Regions from separate parts of the Rattus norvegicus genome. Here region 2 is linked to region 1. Evidence: chromatin contacts called from public Hi-C data. All regions are on one chromosome and are shown on one strand. The core of a region is the stretch at or near the end of the contact, and the rest is flanking DNA. Distances in the headings are between cores, read along the strand shown.

Region 1 (4,890 bases), core at 1,509-4,008:
CTGCCACAAGAAGGTATGGCCAAGGTGTAGGGTATTCTGATCTCAAATGCTCCAATCAAGAAAAATCCCCTGAGGGTATGTCCAGATGCTTGAGATTCTGTTGATTCCACATGTGGCCAAGACAGCAACCAAGGGTAGCCATCACAGGCAATGTTGGGCTGGGTAGCAGTATGTGCAGTGAAAGAGATGATCAGTGGACCCTAAGCAGGGTTCCTAAGGTCAGTAGTAGTTCATAAGACTGGATTTCAGAGTAGAAGATATTTGAGAAAGGCTTCAAAATAGGTATGATGATTGGTTCAGATTGTTGGCTTGACCCATGCTAGACTCACTGAGGAAGAGTGTTACAATGAGGGATTGCCTCCACAGTGTTGCCTGTGGGCATGTCTTTTGATTGGGCTGGTTGATGTAGAAAGACCCATCCTATAAGCAAATGGTACTATTTCTTGACTTTAGGTCCTAGCCTATATAAGGTGGGGGGAGGAGGGAGAGAAACTAATTTGACCAACCATGCATGTATTCATTCCCTGCCTGCTCTTGACTAGCTGCTCAAAGTTCCTGCTGCCTTCACTGGCTCACTGGCCTAGAGTTGAGAGCTGGAATGATCCCATTCTCCTTTGGGTTGCTTTGATTAGCATATTTTATCACATTAACATGGGCAAATCAGGGTAGTGGGATAAAAATGTCCTAGGAAAAACTTGAGAGGCATTTAATACAGGAGGAACGAAAGATGGCAAATCTGGGAAAGGCAAGAGGAAGGAAGAAGTCTCGACTTACCTAAGGTCATGCACAATGAGTATGAGTGAACTTCAGAAGTGCTACATTTTGATTCTCTTATAATGCCTATGTCACATAGTCAGTCAACAACCAAAACTCTGCAGTGGTCTGCCAAGGTCAGTGTGGTTATGATCCTGTCTTCTGAGCCCATGCTTCTCTACTTCCTCCAGAGTTTCAGGATATAAAGTTCACCTTTACATTCTGTCTATATCTTTGCCCTCCCTGAGCTTGACCCCCTGCTTCTGAAGAAGCGTGTTTACACTTACTCAGAAATCCTCAGTTCATATCCCTTTACTTGCCCCTTCTGTATGATTTTTTTTTTTAGACAAAACCACAAACCCAGATGGGCAATTAGAGATTCACAGTGGCAGTAATTTGGGATGATTTTGGCTAATTGCTGTCCTGTGTGAAAGAGGGCATCGTCTTTGACAGCTGGCCTGAGCAATCAGAAGTGTTTGAGGAGAGTTTCTCTTAGAGAAACTTTGAAAATGGTGGGGGCGGGGGTGGGCAGTGACCTGCTATAGTTAGTCAGAATGTTCTATTTGCCTTTAGCCCTGCACTGGCAAAACCCTGAGCTCTGGAAGACACTGCATGGATTAAATAGCTCTTTGAGTTTGTGAAGTTATAGTCTCACTTACAGTTTAACAAGTTTAACACAGGTTGCTACTTTGACTGTCTCAGCTGAACTGGGAGGATCCCTAGACACAGAGAAGATGGGGAATTTGATGACATTATATTTCCTCTCCTGAAGTTCACTGGGAGTAAATTGTATGACCCATTCCTTCCCTCCCTCCTTCCTCCATTTCTCTTTTCCTCCCTTCCTTTCTCCTCTTTCTCTTCCCTCCTCCTCCCTCTCCTCCCCCTCCTCCTCCCCCTCCTCCTCCTTCTTCTTCTCCTCCTCCTCCTCCTTCTTCTTCTTTTCCTCCTCCTCCTCCTCCCCCTCCTCCTCCCCCTCCTCCTCCTCCTTCTTCTTCTTTTCCTCCTCCTCCTCCTCCTCCTCCTCCTCCTCCTCCTCCTCCTCCTCCTCCTCCTCCTCCTCCTCCTCCTTCTTCTTCTTCTTCTTCTTCTTCTTCTTCTTCTTCTTCTTCTTCTTCTTCTTCTTCTTCTTCACTTTTCTGCTTCAGACAAATTAGCACACCACCAGAGAAAGAGGAAATCAATTTACATTCTTACTTTCTTCTAAGGGCAAAAGAATACACTGGTTCACTCTCCTTTTCCATCTCTGCCAGGGTCATCAGTGGGTGGCGTTAAGTGCTATGCAAAGTCTGGGAAAGGTCTTGTTGCCACACTTTGTGCTCTTGCCTTTCTATGTGTGGTTTGTGTCACCTCTGGGCACTGTCCCCATTCCAGTGAATGCAGCATGCTGGGATCACACTGTGAAGCTGTAGGGGGTGTCTGAGTTCACATGTCCTGCATTCCAGGCAAATGTTTTTAATATTGAGCAATGCTATGATTTGCCAGGGTGAGGTCTGTACAATTGGAATGCCACTGAAAAGGAAAGTCCCGGACAGATAGTGACTCAAATCATCTCCTCCACTCACAATCCTTGGGGCTTTAATTCCTTCTCAATTCCCTCATGATAAATACAGCTCAGTGTACTTACTGACCACACAGCTCTTATTGGTTCTGATAAGTACAACTTCCCAAGAGATAGGGACGCAAATTGTTATATTTTGTTGAGTCATGTGTACTCAGCAACTCTTTCCCAAACATTGCATCAGTAATTGGCAGCTCCCAGGTCTCTGCTGGATAACACTCCATGCCCAGGAAAAGCTCTATCCATTTCATTTAAAAAAAATGGTCTCCCTCTGTCTGGCTGTGATAGCTGGCTCTTAAGGAAGCTGAATCCCCGAGGGAGCAAAGACAAACTGCATTCTCAGATAAGTTAGAAAACTATAGTTATTGTACTTTCTACCTACACTGGTCTCCTAGCAACAAGACAGCTGGTGGCTTCTACCAGGAAAAGGAAGCCTGGAACTTGGGGGAGCCCGTCTGAATTCTTGTCCGCACAGTCTGCTTTATTTGAAGCTTGGCTGCATTCTTGGGTGTGGAGACCCAGAAGTCCAGTCATCGGAACATTCCTTGACCTTTACTTGACCTCCATCAATGAGCAGATAGAGGGAAAGCAGACGGGAGGTGCTTTCACAAGAATTTTTTTCACAAGAATCTCCTTGGTTCAGAACAGATAATTTCCTTTCATTTGAGGAGGGGCAGTTGGAAGGCTGCCTATGACATGGAGAGAAATCCCAGAAAAAGCAAGGAGCTAAGTGGGTGTCAGAAACCAGGGGTCCTACTGGTGTCAATCTCTTCCTGAGGAGCATGGACAGAGAATTCTTGTGCTCTTGTTCTGACATAGTGTTGACTTTTTCAAGTATAAAGTAAGGGGACTGAAATAGATGTCCTCTCAGGGTTGTATGCCTATATGTGTTTTTAAATAATTTCCCAAATATACTATCATATAATCAGCCTTTCTGTCTGTCTCTGTCTGTCTCTGTCTGTCTCTCTGTCTCTCTGTGTGTGTCTGTGTGTGTCTCTGTGTATATATGTATCTGTCTGCCTGTCTGTCTGCCTTTCCATCTCCCTTGTTTACTGAGCTCTTACTATGGAACAGGCACTGATTATGAATATCATTTCACTAGTTTCTAATCCATATTGTAGCAACTACTCAAAGGCTCTCATTTCTACTTCCTACTGGAGGTAGGTTATAGGTCCTTGGAATGTAGGGACTTGTCCTAATTGTCCCCTAACCTTGATATGTTGTGTGGCACACAGATAAGAAATAACTTCTTTAGCCAAACAAATTCAGCACACTCATGTACACACGTGCCTACCCAGACACACACTTGCACACCCACAGGTGCACAATATACACACTTGTTTACCCACATATACACATTCAGATATCCATGCCCACACGGCCACATAGATATACTAAAGAGCAATGAATATCAACCACCAGTGTTGCCAGGACTTTTAAGCCAGGGCCTGAATTTTAGAGCCATATTGCACGGGTAAAGTACCTAAAATGATCTGATAGCAATTGGTCTTTCATACATCACTCAGTAGCTTCTACAGATACAGTTTGCTACTCTTCACAATTGTGAGGCTCAGTATGCGAGTGAAAACAACAGAATGGGGAATGACACCCAATAATGTAACTTTCACATCTCTACTCAAATGAGATGTAAGTTGATGTGGTGGTATAGGTCTTTAATCTCAGCCTGTGGGAGGTGAAGGAAGGAGGGTCAAGAGTTCATTGTCATCTTTGATGGAGTGGCAAGTTTAGGATCAGCTTGCACTACAAGATAGTTTGCTTCCAAATGAATAATGGATTACTAGATAGCTAAATGTAGAGTATAGGGGGTGAGAATATGACAGACATCTTTTACTGAATGCTGAACTTGAGGTTTGAAACGGTAAAACTATCCATCTACCCCTTTATCACCATTATGGAGCCTTGATTACTTGCTGTGTTTCTCGCTTTAGGCTCACGATATACTTTTTATTTCTTGCTGTCATTCATTGGAGAATGAATACCAATGATTAGATCTCAATTTCAAAGGGTATGGTTATTGACACTTAGACAGATTAACTACTGGACCCATATAAACTGAGCTACACCTGGCACAATGAAGATTTCTACGTAGGTAGCCTGACTCCAGAGAAAACTGTGCTGGCAGCTATGAACTACTCATTTACTCAGTGTCCCTGGGGTCTTGTGATCCCTGCTGATGTGGAGCTTCCTTTAGGCTCATCCTCAAGGGATTTTATCCTTTATGCTGCTATACATCATTGCCCCTTAGATTAAGAAAAAAGAATCCAGAAGCTAGAGAAGCACCAGTCACTGGAGTTTAACAGTGGAAAGACTTTCCACTAGGTCCTCGTGTCTAGTGAATTCCAATTGTGGGGCATGGCCTGGTTATTGGGTTGTAAAATCAAGTTAATAGTTCATGACCCACAGTCCAAAAATGAAATGAAATACAACAGACAGTATCAAAGGCAACAGCACTTGGGGCAATGTGGGGTGATGGCACAGTTGTATGTCATCAACATGTGTATTTGTTTGAGTCACTATGAGAAAGCATTTTTTTTTTACTGACTCTGTTATACCTGCCT
Region 2 (5,465 bases), core at 853-3,352, 360 kb after region 1:
ATATCAAAGTGATAACAGAATACTTTCAGACCAAATTGCTTTGTTTCTGGAGATTTGCAAATGCTCAGATCTAATTACTGTTTCAAAGCATTGACATAGAAAAACAGTTTGTTATTCCAGGAAAAGTTGTTAAGCTAGGGAAACCTCCAAAAGCTATGGGTAGCTACTGCTATAACTGTTTGGTTGGGTTCACAAAGATTGTGTATGATTTCCTGTCTTGCCAGTTAATATCTAAGATCTGTAGCCTCTCTTGAAGACAAGTATTTTCATGTATAAAATATAGAATATGACATCAGTGATTCATATCAAGTCCTCACATCTTCTCTGATTTGGTGAAAAAGTTAATAAATTATTTTAAAGTACAATGATCAAAGCATATGTTACCATGTCATTGAGAAGACAGCCTAACATATGAAATGAGGGCTGAGACACTGCATGCAATATATAAAGAGCTGTGGTGAGCCTTTCCAGATCATCTAAGACACAGACACAGCTCTTCCTGACTTTGATTGTCTCCATTTCAGGCCTTTTGATGTGATACAATAATGGCTGTTTTGCTTCCATCCCAAAGTCAAATGAATGCTGTTTTTTGGAGGGGATGCGCTATGCAAAAGTGAGAACTTTGAGAGGATGTCTGAAATTAAATGGGACCTCTTCCCTGTCGAAGTGGAAGTACCTTGAGTAGTCAGAAAGTCTTCTCTTTGTCAACTTGGTGAAATGATACCCTTATGATCCTAGACTCCTGATCTCTTTATCTATGTGAATGAACAGATATTGATGGCAAGAATGAAGGGAGACTGGGTAAAAGCACGTTTTGGCACCTACTGTGTGTCAGATTGTGTCTCATGATGACATTTATTTATCATGCCATGTTAGTTTACTTTCCCTATTGCTGTGTTAAAGTTTAAGAAACAACTATGAAAACTTAAGAAATAAAGAGTTCCTTTGCCAGGTGATATGTTCCTTTTTACTCAGGAAAGCATTGGAAAAAGAGCCAATGGGTGTGTGTGTGTGTGTGTGTGTGTGTGTGTGTGTGTGTGTGGTGGTTCACACTGCATGGACAGATAGTCAGGAAGAAATCTAGGCTAGAAAGCCAAAAGACCCACTTCCTCCTCCAGTAATGCCTCACTCCCTTGAGGCTCTATAATCTTCCCAAACCATGTCACCAGCTGGAACCAAGTTTTCAAACATGTGAGTCACAGGGGATGATACAAAGCCAACAAGACAGACGTTACTTTGTGTGCAAAACAAATGAGAAAACAAAGGCTAAGAGGGCTTACATATTCTAGGCAAAGAACATCATGAGTACATAGGCCTACAGAAATTCCATTAGAACTTAAGATCCTATGAAGCAACACCATGGAGGCTTGCTGTATTTGCCAAGGTAGACTTATGCCATCCTTCATCACAAACTTAAGATTATACAGAACATTTCCTCATCCTTTCTCCTGGAACATACTCATTCTTGCCTGCATGTCATCTCACAACTTGAGGCCACTTCCGTGGTTAACTGGGAAAGGGTAGAAAGTGTGTCTTCATCTGGATTCCTGTCTTATGTGTCCTTCACAACTATGGTCTGTGGTCTGCTTATGTAGTAATAAAATAACCTTGCACTGAATTCCATCCAACATTCTCAGCAATCTTGAGACCCAAACGCATCACCTGTGGTTTGGCTTAGGAAGGCGTTGCTGTGGCAGCACCGGTCCTGACCATTTATCTTTCATTGCATTGCATTAATAATTCTCATCCATGTTTCAGTAGCTTGGCTAGCCGGCTCTCTTAGGGTGGTGTGAAAGGGTAGATCTATTCTGTGAATACAAAGAATAATTCTAAGAAAGAAGGACTTCTTTCAAGTTCCTTCGAAATTAAAGGGAGGGGGGGATATACAGCTGCATAGAGGCTTTGAAGATCCAAATCTCAGTAAGAATCCAGTCCTAGTGGAATACAGTGGTTGCTGATTTTCAAATGTTTTTTTTCCCTTCTTCTTTGTTGGCAAATGGGCTGGAATTAATGACTAACCAGTTCTTTTATCATCAAGGACTATTATTTTCTCACAATGACCTCAGAGTAGCCATGGCATTTATGATCTTATTCATACAGGCTCTTTGCCCAGAAACATAGGGGAATGAATCTTTCCTTAAAACGAAGAGTGTTACTGACTTCAGGGTACTCCACTTCCTAAGATAAGTTAGATATTTTTTCTGTTAATAACACCACATTTTAAATACATGAGGGTTACACTTATTCTCTGTCATTCTCTATCAAATGGCATGTCACCTCATTGGCCTTCATAAGACTAGGAAAAGACAAATCATGCCTTTCCAAGTGTTGCTGAAAGTTTTTCTTCTGAGTCTGCTAGAGAGGTAGAAAGCTCAGCCCGAAGTTTGTCTATCCATCTCAGTGATAGTTCCTAGTAACTCGGGGTTTCGTGGTTCTCTCAATAAAATGCCTATTATTTTGTACTACTGTAGGTAAGAATAGCACAGTCAGAACACCTGTCTTCTTTTTTTTTTTTTTTTTTTTTTTTTGCTCAAAGAGGATGAACACCCAAGGCCTAAGCCCCAGGTACTGTTGCCTCTTTCTTTTTTATTTTATTTTATTTTATTTTATTTTATTTTATTTTTTTATTAACTTGAGTATTTCTTATTTACATTTCGAATATTATTCCCTTTCTCGGTTTCCAGGCAAACATCCCCCTAATCTCTCCCCCTCTCCTTCTTTATGGGTGTTCCCCTCCCCACCCTCCCCCCATTGCTGCCCTCACCCCAACAATCACGTTCACTGGGGGTTCAGTCTTAGCAGGACCAAGGGCTTCCCCTTCCACTGGTGCTCTTACTAGGATATTCATTGCTACCTATGAGGTCAGAGTCCAGGATCAGTCCATGTATATAGTCTTTAGGTAGTAGAACACCTGTCTTCTAAGGACTTGATAAACCTACTTGTCTCTTCTATGTGACATGTAGATAGGTCACAGCACGTTTTCTTTAGCTTCATCTCCATTGCAAGTAGGTTCTATTGTAATTATCGAATTAAATTAAAAGTATAATTAAATTCTGTCAAATTATTATATATTTTTTGTTCTAGCACAATAATATCCCTTCAGCTTTATCAAGTCTTCAACCATAGGTGCAGTCACATACATGGTAAAATTAAATATCTCTTTATTTAGGCCTGACACATAAGTTCTATGTTTTAGAAGTATTTACAAGTATCAGAATTTCCAAGACAATTGTATATATAAATGTATATGAACATGCAGTTTAAATACTATCTAAAATAATATAAGCTAAGTGAATGAATAATAAGACATTTAAGTAATAAAATTAAAACTGGATTAAAATGATGATTATACTATTAAAATATTTTGGGGACAAATATAATCCTTTAATATAACTATCACCTCTATTTGCTTATCACACTGTTTTTCTGGTATTATTAATTTCTCTATGATTATAAACATACATTATAGTAGATGCATAATGCTCTATCATATAATCAATTATTTTCTAAGTGGCATGTGTTTTATATTTACATATATTTTAAACAGTACATAAATATATATTTTGAGTCTAGTCTGCGCATTTAGGAAGAGACAAATTCTGTTTTATATTTTAGACATATGCTTTCAGTCAACATGAACTTTGCACACCTCCGTTTCTCTCTGTATAAACAGAGACAATGTAGTTGCTTTAAGGTGTGATGAAGATCACACCAAATAATGATAAAGAGAAAGAAAGTAGATTAAGTTGTGTACCTCTCAAATTCATTTGTTAAAGTATCCTCCCCAACGTCATGAGATTTGGAAGTAGCACCTCGTGGAGGTGATAAAGTTAAGAAAATTGAGTTCTCATGAATGGATTAAAGACCTTATGAGAGACCTCATAGAGCTCCCTTCCTCCTTCTTCATGCGAAGATATAAAGAAAAATGAGAAGTAGTTGTGTTTCTACAAAGGCTTCTTATTGGACTAGAAGCCAAGTCTTTCAGCACTGTAATTTTGGTCTTCTTACCATGGATAGTAGTAAGTTTCTATTACTGATAGGTTACTCAGACTATGGTATTTTATCACACCAGTATAACTGAATTTTTAAAAGGATGTAGTAAAACTATCTTTAATGGGAATAGGAAGCACTTGCTGCTCTTACAGAAGAACTGAGTTCAGTTGTCAGCACCAGAAGTTCTTAACTGTCTGTCTCTAGTTCCAGGGGTCACACCAACTTCTCCTGACCTCTACATATGTTATACACACATGGTACACATACAAATAGGTACATGTACATATACATGCTATATAGATAAATGATAGCTATAGATATAGATAGTAAAACCCTTGAGTCCATTTCTGATGAGTACCAATGCAAAAGTAATGATTCCTTCCTCTGGCTTAGGAACAGGGCTTCCTCCTTAAAATGTGGAACTCAGGAGCAAGACTCTTCTAGTATGTGCTAGTATAACTGCTATTGTTTATGATGGTTAGTATGAGGAGGATGGATAGCAGCATCATAGGACTTAAACACATTGAGGAAATCAGCAGACACATTCCCTTTTCAGGTCATACCACATTGTAGTGTTCACTGGGCATGACTGCTCCACTCTCTGGTCATTACTATTCTATTGGGATAAACTATACTGATAAAAAGTAGCTAAGGGAGAGGGGGCTCATTTTGACTTAAAGTCCTATAGGAGATATGATCTGTCATAGTGAGGAAGCAACGGCAACACGGAATGAGTTGCCTTGGTCATGTTCCTTCAAAGCAATGGAACCCTTACTAACACAACTGTTATATCCTGCTTTGGTGCTTTTGTGTGCCTGCTCTGAATGTGCAACATAAGAGTTATTTCAGAACAGAAGTAGTGAGTCTGAAGCAAAAATACATGTAAGATTCTTAGAACAGGCCTTAGTGTGTGGTAGAAGCACAGGGTAGGTAAACTGAGGCTCAGTGAAGTGTAAAGGTACCTTAGGAGAACCTCATGTGTCCAGGTCCTGGAATAGAGGTTTCATGCCTGAGGCCCCTGTTTCTCACCTCTGAGCCTCACTGCTTCTCTACACTTAAAAAAAAAACATCCTGAATGATCTACAACCCCACCTTTGTAGAAAAAATGAATTGAGGCTAGGAAATAGGAATGACCCAACCTCATGTGACATTGAACACTCAGAGTTGTGTGATTCAAGAGGCACTCCACCATAAGCAGACTGATTCTGGGGTCCTGACCTGGGCTTGCACATGCCCTGCCTACTTGAACATAGACCAGAGGGCATAGCCGAGAGTGTAGGAGTGACAAAAGTCAATTCTAGAACCTACCTTGCATGATATTCAAGTGGTCAGTTTCCCACTTGTGCCTCAAACTCATCACCTATGAAATCGGGATATGATTTTTATAATCCACTATATACCTGCCAGTCCTGTCAAACTTTTCCCCCAGAGTGTAGTTGTATGTTACCTCTTCTCTGCTGGAAGCTAAATGC

What was found. Hi-C and Micro-C count contacts between places; a contact is called where the count stands out from the background.
Region 2: a Hi-C map of the Rat2 cell line shows a contact between it and region 1, with 3 times the contacts expected there. The contact joins two enhancer-like sites. A contact is called at or near these places in 2 of 12 Hi-C or Micro-C datasets (the Rat2 cell line and mammary epithelial cells).

The regions. Positions count from the first base shown.
Region 1 is chr7:95,849,548-95,854,437 of GRCr8, forward strand. No RefSeq gene overlaps it. Among named protein-coding and RNA genes, the nearest start is that of Pvt1, 310 kb to the left of the region's middle. Within about 2 kb of position 2,759, at least 26 of the 93 cell types and tissues checked have an H3K27ac peak or open chromatin away from gene starts, as enhancers often do.
Region 2 is chr7:96,207,674-96,213,138 of GRCr8, forward strand. No RefSeq gene overlaps it. Among named protein-coding and RNA genes, the nearest start is that of Rgs22l, 300 kb to the right of the region's middle. Within about 2 kb of position 2,103, at least 11 of the 93 cell types and tissues checked have an H3K27ac peak or open chromatin away from gene starts, as enhancers often do.